3 separate regions of the Sus scrofa genome follow, and regions 1 and 3 are each linked to region 2. A link is a contact called in public Hi-C and HiChIP or PLAC-seq data. All regions are on one chromosome and are shown on one strand. The core of a region is the stretch at or near the end of the contact, and the rest is flanking DNA. Distances in the headings are between cores, read along the strand shown.

Region 1 (3,562 bases), core at 155-2,654, 850 kb after region 2:
ACTTCAGAGCTCTCTGCTTCCTGGGCTTCCTGTTGTGCTGAAGGACAGGGCTGTCTGAAGCCATTTTTTAGGGACACGTTTTTAGAAAAAGAGAAACAGGATAGTGAAAGTTTACTTCTTGTAGCTTTTCTTTTTATATGAGTGTTTTATAATAAAGTTATTATTATAGTTACACTTCTAGCTTGCTAAATAAGAGGCAAAGTGTGCCCCTGAGAGCACTGTTACTATAGAAACGGGTCTGTCCTAGCCACAATTTTCATTCACTGGTAAGTTCTTTTTTCTTTCTCTCTTTTGCAAGGTTTCAAATAAAATTGCCTTTGTAAAGTCTTTCCCCAGTCCACAGTTCATTCTTAGAGATTTAAAATTTGAATTTCACAAAGAGGTGAGCGGATTGTTTGGGCTGAGGATATGTTTTCTCTTTGAATTTACAAAATTTATTTTTGCAGGACACGATGAGTGATCAAGCACTGGAGGCTTTGTCAGCTTCCCTGGGCAGCCGGAAGTCAGAACCCGAGCTTGACCTCAGCTCCATTAAGGAAATTGATGAGGTACTGACCTTGGAGTTCATGTACAAAGCCTGTTAGACTGCAGGTTGCAAGGTGACAAAACCAAAGGCATCATACATGTGTGGAATTCTTGCACCATTTTAATTTTATCAGAGATTTAAAGAGAATTGTTCTTGGTTCTGCCTTACTTTCTGCTAGTTAATTTAGCTATTTATTTCTGGGGAGTTAGCAAACCAGAAGGATATTTGAGTGTTTATCGTATAAACATCTAGAATTTTATTAATATTTAAAAGCAACACTAATCTCCCTTGCCAATTATTAAGACACCAGACTAAACAAGATAACATAGAGGCAGTGGCCTCATGGGAAGCAGGTTTGTCTGCTCTGATGAAATTTGGAAATTTGTATTTTCAGAAGGGTTCCAGGTGCTTTTCTTTCTTTTCTTTCTTTATAAGGAGAGAGGAATGTGGTTGCAGATAGGGTGGGAGATTATTTTATAGCTATGGGGAAAACTGTTGAAAACTGGTCTCAAATTAAAGTCAAGCAACAATTACTTTATAACTGGAGTTGCTATATGTTTATAGAGTATGGTAGTGGGGAGTGTTTATCTTATGACATGCCAAGACCTTACAGCCTTCTGAGCCAAAGCAAGCTTGTATTTGGTGAAAAGAAGTTTTCAGATTAAATTAACATTTAAAGAATTGCTCAATTGAGTCCTGGGCCAGGTGGTGAGTGGTGGTGCCAGGCAGAGCGGGAGAGCAGAGAGCTGCCCCAGGGGGCACTCTTGGGAGGCTTTGTGGTGGAGGGACCCTCAGGAGCGCCAGTCTGTCAGCTCAGGGCAGGAGCTGGCCATTGTCGCTGTCACAATGCTGCTGCCTCTGCTGTCACTTCCTGTTCTGAGTCACTGGGGAAGTTGAGTCTCGGTGACTCCTAGCAACTCCCTGAGTCTGGGACCGTCCTGGTCCGACATGGGCCAGTTTCTCTCTTCGACTTTCTTTGAGGGCTCGCCTGGCACAGTGTGGCAGGACACGCTTTACGAAGGCGAACACAAGGGAGCAGGGGAAGTGGTCCTTGTCCTCCAGGACCAAGTAATGTATTGTAATGTATCGGGAGGAGGGGAAACTTTAGTTACTACACAATGCGAGGCGCACAATGTCTCAAGGAAAAGGGTGCTCCTGGCAGGACCTCAGGGGTCCACACCCAAGGGCTGTGTGGCAGCCACCCAGCCAATGGCGCTTCTGCCTCAGGCTATTTCTAGAGAATTAGGGTGGTTTAATAAGATGGTAATTTGGGAGGGGCAAGTATAAACAAATCGCAAAACAAAAAGACTCGTAGATTGACTAAAATCTTACATTATTTATTAAGCAGTTTGGATTTAGGGATGCATATCAGTGTATTAAATTTCCTCTAGAAAATTGGCCAACTCCTAAAATTTGAGCAAAAAAGAACTTTTCTGCTCCTTCCACGAGTTTCTACTTTTCCACTCATTTCCACTAGTTTAATTATCTAAAATGTATAAAGAAGATCTTCCAATCCCTTGGGACCTTAAGCTGAATTTTCAGTATCTGTTGAATTCACTCTTCCTGGATGGTCTGATGTGATGGCTCATATAGTCATGAGAGGCTGTAGGAGTCCATGGCTACTCCAGCATGCTCTGCACCAGATAATGCTTCAGAAAAGAGGTCCATGCCTGGTTGTCATTGTTATAATGTATCATAATGTAAGATATTTATTCTGTAGTGATACCTCCTTATTCATCTCCCCTAGTCTGGTATTGTTTCAATTCAGGGGATGTTTGTTTTCACTTGCTACTAAATAGAAACCACAGCATTTAAGGAATGTAAAGATAAAAGAGGAATAGAAAAGATCTAACTGTGCATGTGTGGCTCTCACTGACCACAAGTCCAAGTGAAGAGAACAGTCCTATACAGGTGACCCTTTCATAAAGACTGTTTATAGCTGGAGACCTCACAAATCCCTGAATTGAGGAGTGCCAGTATATCATAGGACTTCCTCTATATCCTGCAGAGGAATATAACCAGAATTTTTTTTTTTTAAATCTCTTCATCCCTTAATGATAATTATATTTCTATAGAACAATAAAATTATAACTCCAAAGCCTAGAAGAGTATTTGGCTTATTAAAACGATTCAGGAGTTCCTGCTGTGGCACAGTGGGTTAAGAATCTGACTGTAGCAGCTCAGGTCATTGCAGAGGCATGAGTTCAATCCCCAGCCCAGCACATTGCCTTAAAAAATCCAGCATTGCCGCAGCTGTGGTGTAGGTTGCCGCTGTGACTTGGATTGAGTCCCTAGTCCAGGAGCTTCCATATGCCATGGGTGTGGCCATGAAAAAAGTGTTCAATACACATTTTAAAATTAACCAATCAACTAAGCATTCAGTGGAGAACCATAGTCTTAGGCTGAGATTTAGATGGCAGTGATAGAGTGAGCTGAAATCAGCTAAGTACTTACCTCCACACATTCTTTTGTGCCAGGAGTTCCTTGATTTGTGATTTAAATCCTTGCCTCGATATAGGTACAAATTATTAAGCTCCATGGAACTTTGCATTACGCAGCAGTAGTTTAAAATATAAACGTTATATCCTAGAAGCCAGAGATCTGCTATGGACCTGCGCTTTTATTTCTTCTGCGTTTGGTTGTTCATGATTCAGTAGTCCACTGACATCTTGGTGTTACCAAAGGGAGTTCTTTTAAAAGAAGTAAAACCACTTATCTGTGGATCAAGCCAAGATTGGCGATGGGCTGCTTCACGCTTTTCTGAATTGTTTTGGACATTCATGAGAATTGGTTGTTTTTTTCCCCCTTAAATAACAGCATCATTGAGTAAGACTGATGTCTTTAAAGCAATTGCAACTAACTTGTGCACTGTGTTTAACTTTCTTCAAAGGGTATTTTATTTACTTTTCTTTGGTGATCTTATAAATGAGTGAGCTAGATAAGGATTCTTAATAGCCCCATTTTGCTGCTGAAGGAACCAAGCCAAAGAAGGTCTTAAGTGGTTTCCCAGGGTGATAGAGACCAGGCAGGGGCACC
Region 2 (3,868 bases), core at 547-3,046:
CTTCACCATTCCCCTCCAGTCATAGCGCTGATGGTATTTCCCTTATCATATGGGATATTTAACAGTCAATTCGTGGAAATAGCTTTCCATGAACAAGATAACATTCAGGAAAAAAAAAAAAATCAATTTAGGAAGAATCGGTGCTGTGTGGCGTCCCCCAGCACCTCCCAGACAAAAGCCTTTTGTCTGAAGGCTTGGGGATGGTGCCACCTCGCAAGCACCAGTTTCCGCGTGGCTGCCCCAGTGGCAGGGGGATGGGCCTTCCCTGGAGGCCAGGGAGCAGGGAGAGTGGCTGGGTCCCAGCTTCCTGGCTCCTCCCAGGTAGGCTGTGCTTCAGCATCACAGCCCTCTCACGCCCACCCATCTGCTCCCTCCCAGCCTCTAGGTGGACATCTGGCACTGTTTTCTGTTGCCTTTAGGACTGGTTGGCTTCATGGGGAAATAAGCATTGGCGTTAGTGGATGTGAACTCCAGCCGTATGGGATGGCTGTAAGGAACATGTCACTCGGATTACCCAGCCGGGTCACATTGCCTCCCAGAAAAAACTGTCACGCTGTCCAGAAGGTTTTCACTCAAGGGCAAAAGACTGGCAACATCTCTTTGCCAGTTTTCGTATAAGTGCACGACAGCATTTATGAGATAATAGTACTTGGTTTTTGTTGTTGTTGTGGAAGCGATAACCAGCCAACTCAGCCTCTGCAGAGCCTGGAGCAGGACAGCATGTCTGCCTGCAGCTCGGTGCGGAGGGCATTTTTGCTCCTGCACAGGGCAAAGCTAGCCTCTCCCAAGTCCTCAGAGATGGTGCTGCCATGTGTGGTTCCTTGCGCCTGCCCTGTGTTCCACAACTGGTATGTGGCCCAGTCCACAATGCTGCTTTCCTCATCCCCCTGAGAAGGGCCCCAGCCGCCCTTCGGACCCGGTGCCTCCCCTTCAGAGATGCCCAGGCGAGCTCCGCCTGTAGGTCCTCTCATGGCCCTGGGAGGCCTTGTTTGTTTTTGCTGTCAGAGGCCAGTCTGTCCCCTGACCTCTGACCCAGAACTGTTTGTTCCAACCGATCCCAGTCTGTTGCCCTGGCTCAAAACAAAGTGGATGAAAGCTCTTTCCTCAGGCCCTGCTTTTTTGCCCGAGATGGGGGCAGTGAAAATGAGTGGTGTGATCATGTGGCTGATGAGTCACTTGGGGCCATAAATGACCAGAAAAATATACTCTAGTTTAGGGCCGAGTAGGGCACTAACAGCTGAAAAGCAGTAGAGCAAACGTTAAGATCATAGTTTTCCAGCCAAAGAGAACTGGGCTTCGGTCCTGCCTTGGACTCCTCTGAGCTGTGTAACCTTAGGCAGACCTCTTAACCTCTCTGGGCCTCGGTTTCCAAATCTGTAAAACAAGGTTGATCATAGTGCATATCTTATAGAGCAGTTGTAAAGATTATATGAAAACAAACAAAGCATCAACAACAAAACCCACAAAGGTAAGGCACCTACTGCCTGGCATAAGGAAGCTCTCAAGATACTATAGTGTTTATTTGGTCGCCAGGAAAATCCCAAAGGATCAATGTGTTGGGTCACTGGTGCTCCTAGCACCATCAGCAAACATGTCCACGTTGCCAAAGCAGTATCGCCCTTCCTCCAACACCTTTGCTTTGTCTTTCAGGTCTCCTGCTTCCACAAATGTCCATGGATCGAGGTCAGTAACCTCTTAGGCAGGGAAGGTCACCTCATGATTGTGACATACGTGAGCACATCTCTGAAGAGCCAATGAGGTTCTGGCAAAAACCCCCACAGGCTGACTTGTCTGAGTTTCCTGACATGCCCACTACCAGCCGCCTGGAAGCCGCTGAGGTTTGATTGCAGGCTGCTCCCTCCCACAGCTGGCTGGAGTTTACTTCATTTAGGAGTCAGCCCTTGATCTCCACGATGACAGCCAGTCCTGCCTGGCTGGGGGATTGTGACAGCCTTTGTTTCCATGTGGGCCAAGTCTTTTGACAAGAGGGGAAAGCTCATTAGTTAGCTGTCATCCTCAAACGTGGTTAGGTTATGAGTAATTCTACTAGGAGAGCCAGGGAGCTGGCAGCTCGTTCCATAGAGATTGTTTTATCTATTTGTACAGAGTAGTGGGAGATTAACTGGGATATTTTATGTAAAAGTCTCTGTCAACTGTGGATGTGCTTACAGATCCAGCAAGGGGGACGAAGATGATTCCGCTTTACCTACCTCTGGGAGGTCAGTGCAGACACACCTGAATATGCAACCTGGCTGTGCCTCCACGCGCGCGTGCACACACACACATGCATACACACACACACACACATGCACACACACACACACATGCACACACACACACACACATGCACACACACCACCCACATTCTATGGTGAGGAAAGGATGGTGTGTAGCCTCGAGGACAGGTTTGGATAAAGGGTGCCTATTTCTGCTATAATGTTTTGGTTCTCCTTCTCGGCAGGGCCCGGCTGTTGCCTCAAAGCCAAAAGCGCCAACAGGACTTTTTGGTCTCCGCGGTCAACTCCAGTCTGCTGCTCCATCACTCGGCTTCCAGCAGGTGGCGCTGCGTCCCGCGTAGGCCTGGCCCGCCAGTCTTAGCTCCCCGGCAGGCTCAAAAGATACCAAGAAGTCGGGAAGTGGTCCCCGCTCACGTAGAGCCGCTGCCTTGGCGAACGCAATTGATGACACAGCGGCCTGACGCGGACCTTTGTCAGAGAGATGGGATTTGGCGTTTCCGCAGAACGGAAAACAAAGTGCTTCTGCCTGCCGGGCCAGAGTTGACATTTGCTCACCATTGATTCCGGGACGTTTACAGGCAGCGTGAGTTCATGTGAAATTGCAGGACTTTGCCATGAGTCAGATTCACTTTCTGTAAATCAGAGTCAACATTACACTTCCCCGCCCCTTGGGCCATTACTTGAATTTTTAGTTCACCCGTTGTATTTGTACTGAGGAGATTCAAGTATTTCATAAGCACTTTTTTTTTTTTTAAAGGGCAACACCAACTTGGGACAGATTGGTTGTTTGAGATTTTTGTCAACTTCTACCCTTCTTCACTCAGTGAAACATATGAAGGAAATGAAAGAATCAAAATTCTGCCCTAATCCACTGTCTACATTCTTGTCTACGTGTTAAAAAAGCTCCAGGCCGATTGCCTCATCTATGCGTCTTGCTCCCTCCCACGCCTGGTCCAGTCATCATTGTCTCCATGAACAACCCCACCTGGGCTTCCTGCCAGAAAATGTTTTTCAAGTTTCGCTTGAATTTCTACATGACATACTTCTGAACATGTAAATACTACATAAGGCCAACCTATATGGGGAGCTAAGAATGACAACTTAGAATTCTCATTCTTTTTTTCAGGGCTGCGCCTGAGGCATGTGGAAGTTCCCCGGCCAGGGGTCAAATTGGAGCTCCAGTTGCCAGCCTACAGCAACGCGGGATCCGAGCTGTGTCTTCAACCCACACCACAGCTCACGGCAACGCCAGATCCTTAACTCATTGAGTGAGGCCAGGGATTGAATCTGCATCCTCACAAACACTGTGTTGTGTTTTTTGATTTTTGTTTTCTTTTTAACTTTTTTTTTTGTCTTTTCTGGGGCCGCACCAGTGGCATATGGAGGTTCCCAGGCTAGGGGTCTAATCTGAGCTGTAGCCGCCAGCCTACGCCACAGCCACAGCATGTGTTGTGTTTTTAACCTGTTGAGCCACAATGAGAACTCCAAGAATTCTCATTCTTTATGTGTGTACCATGTGTGTGTAGGTAGGTATTTTATGTGTCAACAGAAACAAATGCAAACTGATACTTGGCGAAGTAATAGATTATCATGATGCATCAGGACAGTAAAGTCACACACACACAATTACC
Region 3 (3,865 bases), core at 910-3,409, 830 kb after region 2:
TAACGTAGTGGTAGAGGAGGACAGAGCCATGGGCATGACTTTTTCATCAGCCAGGTTTAATGGCGGCAGAAGGACAAGTAAGCCTTCTGGGACCCCGGCATCTTCTGAGGGAGCCCTTGCTCTCCCAGCCTGGACCTGTGGGTGAGCTCACAACCCTCTCCTCTCACATCCAGCATCGCATGATGTCTGGGATTGGTCCTAGTCTTGCTTCTCTTCTCCTGCAGCCTCACTAGGTGCCCTGCAGAATCAAAGGAAAGCCTTGGATAGAGACCTGTCCTAAGAATAGAGGTCAGCAGATTAGTGTATCCAACAGACAGTTCTTTTAAAGGGACCCCATGTGGTGGATTAATTAATGGCATTACCTGTCTTGTATATGGCACTCTGAGTGAGCGAGCGGGGATTGGTGAAGGTGGATGCCCACTGATGACTGATTTTGGAGTTACATGTTACAGTGCCAGGGCTGGGCGCTAGTGAGATGCACCTGAAAGGAAGGGTCTATAGGATTTGGATATTTGGGGAAGAGAAGCCTCCCAGCCAGTGGCACTTATGGGGTCCGGGGGAAACATAAAGGGAAAGATGAGTGGGGTGGGATGGGCTAGCTGCCTAGAGCAAATGTTCTACATTGGGAGATGGGGTGGGATTGGAGGCTAGGGATCTTTAAAAGCCAGAAAAGAGTTTTCTGTGTGATAAGGTGGGCAGCAAGTATCATCATCGTTGGTTCTACTTGAGAGAGAATTGTGTGCAGGAGTGACACATGGGAAGATGAGTGTGGCCAGGATGCGTGAGAGAGCTAGAAAGGTGTAGTCTGGGAGACATTTACAAAATATATGTGAAAAGGGAAAGCAGTTTCCATTTTTCAAGGGTCTTAAAACCCTCATATCTCTGATCATTTCCTACAGCTTCCAAAATTCTTACTGTAGCATGTAAACAAATTAAAGAGATTTTGTGAATAATGCCAGAGCATAAGATGCCCTATTGGGTAATAGGATTAAATATTAATTCTTTTCTAGGCTGTGATTATTTTATCAATATTGGTTTGTCTTAAGGGGACTTGCCAACACAGTTTTATTATTTGAGGTGGGCCTGCAACTTACATAAAACCAAAACATTTGTTCTGTTGCATAAGATTTTCTTCATCCCTGTTAGAGCACTTACTTGAAACTAAACATGCTTTATTTGTTTATCTCACTGGGCTGTGAACTCCTTCAAGACTATGATGGTGATTTAGGCGTTATGTACCCTCAGCCCCAGGATTATTTTCTTTTTTTCTCTTGGCTTTTTAGGGCGGCACCTGCGGCATATGGAAGTTCCCAGGCTAGGTGTCAAATCGGAGCTATAGCTGTCAGCCTATACCACAGTCACAGCAGATGTGAGCCGAGTTTGCAATCCACACCACTGCTCATGGCAACGCCAGATCCTTAACCCACTGAGCGAGGCCAGGGATCAAACCTGCATCCTCATAGATACTAGTCAGGTTCATTAACTGCTGAGCCTTGAGGGGAACGCCTTCATTACTTTTTAAAGAGCAATAGTGGGTGAGTGGGTGGAAAATGATTATATTAAAGGACTTTTTCTCTGTTCTTTGTTACTCTGATTTATGCCTTCATTCAAGTTTATAAACGATTAGTGAGGCTGGCTGTTAAGGGATTTGCATGGGTCATTTAGTAGGGAGAGGATTATGGACGCACGTTAGTCTGATATACAGTTCTAATCACATAGAAGGTTTGGTATTTGAGCGCCAATGGCACTTTAAAAACGACTCTCCCTTAATGTTGGGACCGTGAGTGGTGGATCCTACAGCAGAGAGTCACTGGTTTAGATATCAGGTGGCCTAGGCCCTGCCCTGGCACTGACAGCTCAAAGGATCCTCTTGGCCTTTTGCCTGGGTGATGTCCCGTATCCTTCCATCTCCACATTAACTGTCACTTCCTCCGTATCACTTGTCCCAACTCTCCCCTGAACTAGCTCCGTTGCCTAGTCTGTGTTCTCCTGGGACCCTCTGCTTTTCTTCTATAGCACTTGCCACAAATAGCTTCTGAAGTGGTGGTTCTATTAATGTCATCCCTGACCAGCCTGTAACTTTCACAAGGGCAGGGATGTGTTTATAGGTTTGTCCACTGTGTTTCCATCAGCTCACACAGGACTTAACACATGCTGTGTTCTAGATAATTATTTGTGGAGCCAATGAACTGTGGTAAACTTCGACAGGTCACTTAATCTTTATGCAATACTGTTTTCCTCCTCTGTTTAAAACCCACATATTCAAGATTTTTCTCTAAGGTTCTTCATGCATGTATAGACTAACCTTCACAATTTTTAAATTATTAATTATTCACACCCATGATGAGGAATTCAAACAACATAGAAGATTTACATTGAAAGTGCATATAATCCCTCACTAGAGATAAAAAATAGTGAAAGTTCCTTGTCTTTACAAATAGAATAAAAATTAAACACATTACAGTTAGCCAGAGTTGAACCTGCCCTTAATGAGGCAGTTCAATTTTGCTCATTTTCAGCCCTCATCAAGTGGTTTTTCTCTTTTAGTTTCAGAATGGTAAGTGCCTTAGTGATGAGATAAAACTTTCTTGGAGGAATCTCTGCCGAGAACAGGTGGGCCAAGGCCTTCAGCTAGGTTCCCATTATAACCTGCTCTGTGTTTATTTATAGGTGTTCCATGGAGATTTTACTGTTCTTGGTCAGCCTTTGAAAGCCTCCTTTCTAGGATTTAAGGATCACTTCCAGCTATTGCTTAATAAAGGAGTAAGGCAGATCGGAAAACCCAAGGCTATGTGATTAATGAATATTTAATAAATTGGGACGTTTAGAAAATGAATGTAAACCTGAAGATTGCAGCTTAAAAGCAGTTTCGTGTGGAGTGTTTGGTCTTGGGTGGTTTTAGATGGCCGAGTGAAATCATTGAAGCAGGGGGATGTAGCAAAATGGAACTTCTTGAGTTTGAATGGAAATTTGTACAACCATTCTAAGTGTGCAAGACAGAATTACATACATAGGATATGTTAATCTCCACAAATGAAAAAAAGTCTCGAGGAAAATGAACATTCACATATTTGTTTATTAACTTGATGGGGGTTACTCTGGTACATCTTCCAGTTCTTTACACTGAAGAGCATGGGAGAGACCATTCCATGCCTGCCACAGTGACTAGTGGGGTATGTGTGTATGTATGTGCGTTTTGGGGTGCAGGGGCCCAATTGCTGCCAATAGGTGCTCAGGAATAGTTAAGTTCACATGATTATGTTTGAAATATCAGTGTACTAAAGCTTTAAGGTTTATCTATGAATTGTGGCGTTTATGCATAAGCATCATAATGTTCTCCATTAATTGAGGTCAGTGGGGAAAGTGATTTTGTTCATGCGCCTTGGGTTATAGTGGGTTCATATACACAGCGACCTGAGTATAGTGTCGGGGGGAGGGGTAACTGGGGGACTAGCAAGGATGGGCTCCTCCACCCGCCCAGCGACTCAGCCTCCGAGGTGGCTCAGGGCCAGGCATCAGGCACAGGGCTCCAGGTGATGTTGGCAGGAAGCAGCTGTTTACTGACTTAAGAAGGTACCTCGTGCCAGGTGGAATCCCTGGGCTCTCAACCCTAACAACTCCAATGTTAAGGAGGTTTAAATGAGCCTGAGTTGGAATTCACGAGGATAGTAATTGTGAATTTAATAATAACCAGAGTGATGCAAGTTACATACTTGAGTACATGGTCCTCATTGCCATGCAAGGGTCCACATGCACACTCCCTGCTGGGCAGATTCTATTCTAAGGGCTGACTCCACAGCCCTAGGAAGGGTGTTTCTTGAATACTTCAGTTACCATTCATCACCGTTTGCCCTCCAGGGAAGAG

The links. A called contact is a pair of places that touch in the nucleus more often than the background predicts. HiChIP or PLAC-seq counts read pairs in DNA pulled down with a chosen protein or histone mark.
Region 1: a contact with region 2 is called in an H3K27ac HiChIP or PLAC-seq map of alveolar macrophages. The contact joins two enhancer-like sites. A contact is called at or near these places in 1 of 47 Hi-C or Micro-C datasets (retroperitoneal adipose tissue) and 1 of 2 datasets of contacts at active chromatin or transcription factors (alveolar macrophages).
Region 3: a Hi-C map of liver shows a contact between it and region 2, with 4 times the contacts expected there. The contact joins two enhancer-like sites. A contact is called at or near these places in 3 of 47 Hi-C or Micro-C datasets (liver and retroperitoneal adipose tissue) and 2 of 2 datasets of contacts at active chromatin or transcription factors (alveolar macrophages and skeletal muscle).

What each region holds. Positions count from the first base shown.
Region 1 is chr2:103,338,452-103,342,013 of Sscrofa11.1, forward strand. It overlaps CAST (calpastatin), which reads left to right. Exons shown (of 31, transcript NM_214067.1): 16 at 447-548. Among named protein-coding and RNA genes, the nearest start is that of ERAP1, 75 kb to the right of the region's middle. Within about 2 kb of position 1,405, at least 10 of the 83 cell types and tissues checked have an H3K27ac peak or open chromatin away from gene starts, as enhancers often do. A contact at or near this core is called in alveolar macrophages and retroperitoneal adipose tissue, where this site is marked.
Region 2 is chr2:102,488,240-102,492,107 of Sscrofa11.1, forward strand. No RefSeq gene overlaps it. Among named protein-coding and RNA genes, the nearest start is that of GLRX, 52 kb to the left of the region's middle. Within about 2 kb of position 1,797, at least 37 of the 83 cell types and tissues checked have an H3K27ac peak or open chromatin away from gene starts, as enhancers often do. A contact at or near this core is called in alveolar macrophages, liver and retroperitoneal adipose tissue, where this site is marked.
Region 3 is chr2:103,317,067-103,320,931 of Sscrofa11.1, forward strand. The region is part of intron 3 of CAST (calpastatin); the gene reads left to right. Among named protein-coding and RNA genes, the nearest start is that of CAST, 62 kb to the left of the region's middle. Within about 2 kb of position 2,160, at least 5 of the 83 cell types and tissues checked have an H3K27ac peak or open chromatin away from gene starts, as enhancers often do. A contact at or near this core is called in liver, where this site is marked.